Regions from separate parts of the Callithrix jacchus genome. Here region 1 is linked to region 2. The links are chromatin contacts, called in public Hi-C maps. All regions are on one chromosome and are shown on one strand. Each heading gives the region's core, a stretch centred on a gene start, on an enhancer-like site or on the middle of the called end of the contact. The rest is flanking DNA. Distances are from core to core; before and after follow the strand shown.

Region 1 (4,000 bases), core at 317-2,816, 290 kb before region 2:
AACGTATTTTATATCAACTATAAAAATATTTGTGTGAGGCCGGGCGCAGTGGTTCAAGCCTATATTCCTAGCATTTTGGGAGGCTGAGGTGGGCAGATGGTCTGAGGTCAGGCGCTCGAGACCAGGCTGACAAACATGGCAAAACCCTGTCTACTAAAAATACAAAAATTAGCCAGGTGTGGTGGTGGACGCCTCTAATCCCAGCTACTTGGGAGGCTGAGGCAGAAGAACCGCTTGAACCTAGGAGGCGGAGGTTGCAGTGTGACAAGATCGCACCCACTGCACTCCAGCTTGGGTGACAGATCAAGACTCCATCTCCCAAAAAAAAAAAAATATATATATATATATATATATATATACAATTTCACACAAATATATGTATATATGTGTGAAATTTCACTTAGCATAAAATTTTTAAAATCACTGGGGTTCATTTGCAGATACGGGTTATCAGGTGGGCTTACAAACTATCTCAATCTTCCTTGTATTTCCGTATCTTACCACAGCTTAAGGCAAGGAGGATACATCCTAAATCAATGAAGACTAAAAGAAAAAAAAGTTTTTAAAAACTGCATAAGTTTTGAATTGGGATAAACAATCGTGGTAATTTATGACAGTCTCCCTTCCGGAAAAATCTGAACGAACGTGGGAATAATGCAGAATGAAATTAATGACTTGATAGTGACACTTTTTTTTTTTTTGAGATGGAGTTTCGCTTTGTTGACCAGCTTGGAGTGCAATGGCGCAATCTCGGCTCATTGCAACCTCCCCCTCCCTGGTTCAAGCAATTCTGCTTCAGCCTCTCAAGTAGCTGGGATTACAGGCATTCGCCACCACGCCCGTCTAATTTTGCATTTTTACTAAAGACAGAGTTTCACCCTGTTGGTCAAGCTGGTCTCGAACTCCTGACCTCAGGTGATCCATCCGCCTTGGCCTCCCAAAGTGTCGGAATTACCGGCCTGAGCCACCGCGCCTGGCCAGTAATGCCCTTTTTAAAGACCTGCTGGCTAAACGTGGAGCAGCGAAAAGCCCTTTGTTAACTTCAGTTGTCAAGCCTTTTGGGCAGAGGAGATTCTTTCAGAAAATGACAAGTAACTTGTCTTTATATCTCTAGAAAAATCCCCAAATTGAATATATGTCAGTGAAATCAAGTAACACTTCGATCTTTTCACGGCACCTGCAGCAACTTCCCCTCAGGCTCTCTACATTTCAGAGGGTTCAGCCACGTCACCCCTCCCAGGAAAAACGAGGTAAGACAGCTTTGTAAAGCCTACGGTGTCTAGCCACGAAGTGGCAGGGCCAAAACACGCTTTCCGGCCCTTTAGAGTATAGATTTCCCTCTCATTCTTTGCAAACTCACTTTTCACATACTACGGGCCAACGGCAACCCCAAAACACACGCCGACTGAAAGGGCCCCACCGTGTGGGCGGAGCGTCGCCCACAGTCTTCTAGGCTTCCCGCCAGCGAACGCACTCCAGAGGCGGGATTAAGCTGCCGCTGGCGAACCAGAGAGCAGCTGAGTAGGCCGCGGGGGGCGCCTATCATCAACGTCATTTCCTTCAGCACCAGCACCGCAGGCAACCACTTCCATACCACCGCTCCACTCTCCCCCGGAAGCCCTTGTTGCTAGTCGAAGGCTGCATAGCACGCCCAGGTTAGCGCCCGAACAATACCAAAGTGAGGGCGAGCGCCATCCAGTGCCAGGACACTTACCGATATGAAGAGTTTACAGGGAAGTGAAAGCTAAGAAAAAAAGCCTTCCTGGATTGGCCTGGTTACCGCTCCTGCTTCCTTCCACAGAAACTTCAATTCCCAGAGGCAGGGGCGGTAGTTACACAGTGGAGGCTACGGCGGGTGCGTCTTACGTTATCTAACTGCGCCAATTTAGAACCCGCAATGGGAGAAAGGGGAGGGGTTTAAGCGGGGCGGGGTCCGGAGTTAGGGTTTTGGGAGTGTGATGTAGTTAGTTACAGTGACGTCTGTTTTTTCCAGTTCAAGAAGTTAAGTGTGTACCTGCACACGTGCATTCATTCATATATTCTTGTGGTGATTGGGTGGAGGAATTAAGATAGTCCCACTGTTAAAAATGCAAAACATCAAAGAAAGGCTCATAATTTTTCTGTGTTGAAAATGAGAGAAAAACATCTCTTGCCTAAATTATTTTTAATTTATACAGAAAATTACCATATCACATGATTTTACATAAGTGGAAAATTAAATTCAAAAAGTGAGTCAGATTCACAATAAAATGCATTTAAATTTAGAATCTGTAAGCCTTTTTTATGGCTCAAGTAAAATAGCCATAGCTTTACTCTTTATTCATTCCTTTAACTATTTTTCTTATGCTGTTTTGCAAAACATCAGATGACATTTCATTGTTTATAATATTTGACCTTATATAATCTTTTTTCTATATATAGACTCTGTCAACAGAGAGAAGTGAAACACAATCCCATAGATTGTCATTTTCTATTTAGCTTTTTTCCCTCTTCTTCTAATAGGTAATTATTGCAGAATTTGAAGATGAGAATGAGGTTTGCATCTTTGAATAGAAGACTGGCTTCTCAGTATAGAAAGAATTTTAAAGTAAATTATCCTTGATGCTTGAAGATATTTGAACATGTTTAAATGCTTCAATGAATAGAAAATTAAATTCAGAGTTTGAGGTTCTCTAAAAGAGCTGAAATGTCTTTGTCTTTAGTTACAAAGCTAGAGTCATTCTCACCATAAGCCTTTAAATTTTACTTGAAACACTGTGTCAGATATAACACTGTTCTGAGTCCCTCTTTGTTTCTTCCTCATCTCAAACCTAAAAGATCTTTCTTAACTGAGCCCTAGCAAAAAAGTCTGGATCTACTTCTGATCTGTTAGTAGGGCATCTTTTTTCAGCTGCCTCCATATCAGGGCAAAGAGTAGCTGAGGGAGGATTAGTAATTGGATATGTAGCCCTTCACATGTAGGTCATTAAATTCAGGCTGGCAAAGTGATGTACCAAATCTTTCCACAGCTGTTCAGTTGCTCCTATGGGATCTGTTTTATAAATAATAATACATTTTTTTCAGAGTTAATACATGGCATCCTTAGATAGTTTAAGCCAAGTTTTAAAGCAAAAAACAAAAACAAAAAAAACCTTTATATTTTAGTAAAGAAGCCAATACATTCATTTTCTTTTGTCCTAAACATTTAACTTTGTAGTCATTTGGTGCAAAATCTAAAATGACTCTAGTGTCAGTCCAAAGAAGTCAATTTGACAAAAAAATGAAACATGGAAAGTTTAAGAAGGTGAAATCATATGAAACAGAATTTTCATTGATTTGTAAAATTCATGTGTTTATTTGACACATTTATCAAGTTCTATGCTTTTCGTCGTCATAATGGTGATACAGAAATGACTAAATCATGCTCTGTGTCCTCAAGAAATCCCTAATCTAGTAGGGGAGCCAGCAGTAAATAAAAAGCATATAACATGTACTTGAGATGCTTGTACTTTGAAAGAAACAACTAATTGCTCCTTGAGGCACAGGACATAGTTTTGGAGATTGAATAATTTTGTTTCATCTTGGAAAGTAAGTAGGAGTTTTACAGGTGTCTCAAAGTAAAAAAGTTTAGGATATTGGGAACAGTGAAAGCAGAGACCTGAGCATGTCATAGATTTGCAGATGACTGAAAAGCTGTGGATAGGATGAGGCAGAAGGAGGAGACAGTGACCCTGGAGGGTTTCTCTAACTTGGAAAACTGTAGGAATACTATAATATTAACTGGGTTATTTAGGGAATACTGGAGGAAAAATAGGTTTTGAAAAAATAGTTTGATTTTTAAAATGTGGATTCTGGGGAGTCTGCAGGACATCTGAGTAGAAACAGATGCTCATTCTTAAAAAGAATGAGTGCATACTTGTAGTTTAAGACAATTTAAGAGGTTGGACTCAAACAGATACTACATGGGTTACAAATGCATAATACCTATGGGTACTGGAAGGTAGCAAATGAGAGAAGCATC
Region 2 (4,121 bases), core at 756-3,255:
TTCTCCTGCCTCAGCCTCCTGAGTAGCTGGGGTTACAGGCACGCGCCACCATGCCCAGCTAATTTTTGTATTTTTAGTAGAGACGGGGTTTCACCATGTTGACCAGGATGGTCTCGATCTCTTGACCTCGTGACCCACCCGCCTCGGCCTCCCAAAGTGCTGGGATTACAGGCTTGAGCCACCGCACCCGGCCGGAGTTTTGCTTTTGTTGTCTAGCCTGGAGTGCAATGGCACAGTCTCGGCTCACTGCTACCTCCACCTCCTGGGTTCAAGCGATTTTCCTGCCTCAGCCTCCCGAGTAACTGAGATTACAGGTGCCCACCATCACACCCAGCTAAGTTTTTGTATTTTTAGTAGAGACGGGGTTTTACCATGTTGGCCAGGCTGGTCTCGAACTCCTGACCTCAGGTGATCTGCCCAAAGTGCTGGTATTACAGGCGTAAGTCACCATGCCTGACCCAGTCTTACAGAATATAAGATAAATGGCAATGTGTGTCAAGTGTTTAACACGAAACACAGTTAAGACTAAAGAAATAGAAGACTACTTTATTTTTCTAAGCTGGTGCTCACTGCAACTTCCAACTTCTGGGCTCAAGCAATCCTCCCACTTCACTTCCGGCATAGCTGGGACTATAGGGGCATCAATGCGCCTGGCTAATTTTAAATTTTATTTTTGTAGAATGGGGTCTTGCTATGTTGCCCAGGCAGGTCTTGAACTCGCAGCCTCAAGCAATCCTTCCACCTCGGCCTCCCAAAGTGCTGCGATTACAGACTAAGCCACAGCACTGGCCATAAGACTATTTTATATTGTCTTGTTACACTCTCATCCCAGGAATTTCATTGGCAATTTAGGTATCAATTTTGACCTCACATGGATTAATTAGAAGTCCGTTGTTTTGTGCCTCCAACACTTAATATTCTCCAAACCCAAATGATCATTCTATTTCATGTTATGACTATCAGCTTACTTTAGCTTTCATTCATCACACACACACACACACACACACACACACACACACACACAGAGAGAGAGAGAGAGAGAGAGAGAGAGAGAGAGAGAGAGAGAGAGAGAGAGAGAGAAAGAGAGAGAGAACTCACCATGTTTCTAAAGAGGCATGGGTTAGAAATCACATCCTAAATTGCTGCAATAAACCTAATGAGATATTGTTACCACTTACGGGAAAAAAAGGATTCTGGGTACATGTCCCACTGACCACATACTGATGAGACAGGCAGCAAACCACCATTCAGAATTTCAAACGGTAAATATACAGAGCCTCTCTTATGCCCCAACTGGACTGGGGAGTAGGGAGAATAGAATTTTCTGTCTCAAGCACCTTAATGTCCTCCACCCACATTCGAGGCAGAAACTCAGGATCCTGCAAATTCATTCATATTAGTCTCCCACTCCAGTTACCAGAGAAAAACTGGGGTGGGTGGGGATGGGAGAATCAAAACAAATTTCTACTTGGGAAGCTCTACCTCTCCCCGCTCAGTATTCCCCTCCAAATTCCCCACCCTCCCCTTCCTCTTATGTGGGGGTGTCACTCACATCCGCCATGATGAACCCCCTTCTCTCGCAGGATCAATCTCCACGCCTGGAAGAGAAACTCCCGGTGACTCTTCCCTCTTGGCTTCCTCGTCCTCTCTACCCCCAACTTAATGAGAGAGATCAGGCCTGGACAGAACCAGGCAAAACTCCGGCTTGGCCCATCGAGTTCAGTGGGAGTCGGAGTGCCCCAACTCCGCCACGGGTACTCAGCCGGCACGCCTTACCTCACCCCACCCCATCCCTGCCCCTTCACCAGAAAGAGCTAGGCCCAAAGAAAAGAAGAGAGGGTCCTCCCCTTCTGTTTAGAATCACCACCCGCGCCACTCCCGGGACTAGACCTCAAAACCGGGCAAAGCAGCGCCAGTTACCTGGGGTTTCTACGCTGCCTGGTTCTCTCCACTGTCACTTCAGGGACGCTTTAAAGACCGGTTCCTCCTCAAGCCACTGTCACATGATTCGTGACCTCTTCTGTGCCCCAGGAAGCACTAGCTACGCAGTCGCCCCGTAATACGGGATTTCCGGAGGAGCCGGGCGGAAGCTGCGAGCGTGCTGGGCCCGACGGGCCTCGCCCCTCCCCCGCCCACCGCGGACCGCGTCTTGAGCCTGCGCCTTGTGTCACAGGCCGAAGGACGTCAGCTGTGGGGTAGGGAATTTGTACGAGATCGCTGGACTCTAAGAACCCCAGGAAATGCAAGCAAGGCTATGTGTTACAAGGCATTCTTGCGGAGAGGGTTTATAAATGTCATTAGTTTTTCAGGGTCCATTATCTTAAAACCTTTTCTTGTAGATGAAATTTGAGGGGATGGTGTGATGAGCTGAGCAGCAAGCCCCTTCTACATCAGAATTTAAAAAAATTAGTAAGGTCTCATGTAGCACTTTGGGAGTCCAAGGCAGGACGATTCTTTGAGCCCAGGAGTTCTAAACCAGCTTGGAAGGGAGGATCCCGTTTCTACCCCAAAAAAGAATTAGCCTTAGGTGATGTGCGGCCAGGAGGTACTCCGGAGGCTGAGGCAAACAGATCACTTGAGCCCAGGGTTTGAAGCTGCACTGAGTGGTGATCGCCCCACTGAACTCCAGCTTAAGTGACAGAGCGAGACCCTCAAAAGAAAAGCTTCTTTAGAAATCACATTCTCTTTCAGCTACCACCGTTTTTCCGCTACTCCGTTTCACAGCCAATTTTTCAGAAAATTTTAGCCTGGTTTTTAATTGCTGCCTCCATATGTCCCAAATCCAAAGAGAGTTCTGTTGATTCTACCTCCTGAGTATCTTTGAAAACTATTCACCTAACTATATTCCTACCTTAGTCCAAGCCATGATCATCTCTCTTTTGACAATAACCTCCTATCTTTCTTACATTTTCTTTTGCCCTCCAGTCTCCATATAGCAACTAAAATGATGTTCTAAAATCCCAAATCAGATCATGGAACTCCTTCCTTGAAAATCAATTTTGTTGACTTAGAATAAAGATCAATGTCAGCATCATGGTTTATATATCATTCTATGGGGATCTGGCCCCTATCTTAATTCTCTCATTTACCGTGGATCCCTTATGCTATGATCACCCAAGTTTGTTTTCACTTCCATAAAGATTTTTATCACTTTACCAGCTTAGCACATTCTGCCTTACTCCTACTAATCTCACTTTTGAGTGTCAGCTTAAACTCACTCTCAGAGAAGTCTTCCCTGACCCTCACTGAATAGTTTAGATCTTCTAGATAAATGCTCTCATTGTACCCTGTAATTTTCTTTGTAGCATTTATTATAATTATAATTATTTATTTGATATTTATTTTCATTGCTAGATGTAAACTCTTTCAGGTTTTTGTCTTATTCAATGATTAATTCCCAGCATTCAGTTCAATGCCTGGGATATAGCAAGCATTGACACCCTTGTTAAATAGCTAAATGAATGAAAGAGTGGCCATATTAAGAGTATAAAACATGATTTAAAAAAAACCAAACATTTTACAGTGAGAACAGACCTTCTTTTTATTAATATATTGAGATAAACTACAGAGACTGAAAGACAAAAATTTGTATTTCATTCAGCAGAACATTCATTAAAAATCAAATGCATTTGAGTTCTCACAGAAAATTTTATGTAAGTCTGATATAACATTAAATATTTTACAAATCAGACATTTCATTTTTAAATCTAATTTATGATCCTGAATACATTATAGACAAAGTAAGCTCTCCTTTACCAGTTTCATTTAACTTAAAACAAGGCTTCCATTAAAATTCCATCAAACCTTAAAAATTACCTGCAGCTTTTAAAAACGCATAAAGTAAATGGAAGGAGTGTTATGTAGCAATCCAAAAACCAAAAGCAGAAATTGGCAAGAAGCATTTCTTAATACAGATAAACTGCAAAATATCATTTATGTGTGTTTTCTTCTCATTGGTTGAACTGTCCTATTCAAAATAATTATTTTTGAAACTAATAATTACAATACTCCAATGTCATTGAAAATCTCTATGATTTTAATGGTGTACTTAAATGGCAAAGTAGACTATCAGATTGAAATGTACAGAATCTTGTGCTGAAGTGAATGAGACTTGCTCACAT

Evidence for each region. A called contact is a pair of places that touch in the nucleus more often than the background predicts.
Region 1: a Hi-C map of skeletal muscle shows a contact between it and region 2, with 2.7 times the contacts expected there. The contact joins the promoter of MTTP here to the promoter of LAMTOR3 in region 2. A contact is called at or near these places in 2 of 3 Hi-C or Micro-C datasets (both in skeletal muscle).

What each region holds. Positions count from the first base shown.
Region 1 is chr3:97,767,351-97,771,350 of calJac240_pri, reverse strand. It overlaps MTTP (microsomal triglyceride transfer protein), which reads left to right and starts at 1,566. Exons shown (of 19, transcript XM_078366775.1): 1 at 1,566-1,855. It overlaps TRMT10A (tRNA methyltransferase 10A), which reads right to left and starts at 1,859. Exons shown (of 9, transcript XM_078366777.1): 1 at 1,715-1,859.
Region 2 is chr3:97,478,058-97,482,178 of calJac240_pri, reverse strand. LAMTOR3 (late endosomal/lysosomal adaptor, MAPK and MTOR activator 3) reads right to left here and starts at 2,005. Exons shown (of 7, transcript XM_002745555.7): 1 at 1,921-2,005; 2 at 1,553-1,598. The coding sequence starts at 1,561. DNAJB14 (DnaJ heat shock protein family (Hsp40) member B14) reads right to left here. Exons shown (of 9, transcript XM_078366772.1): 9 at 3,516-4,121.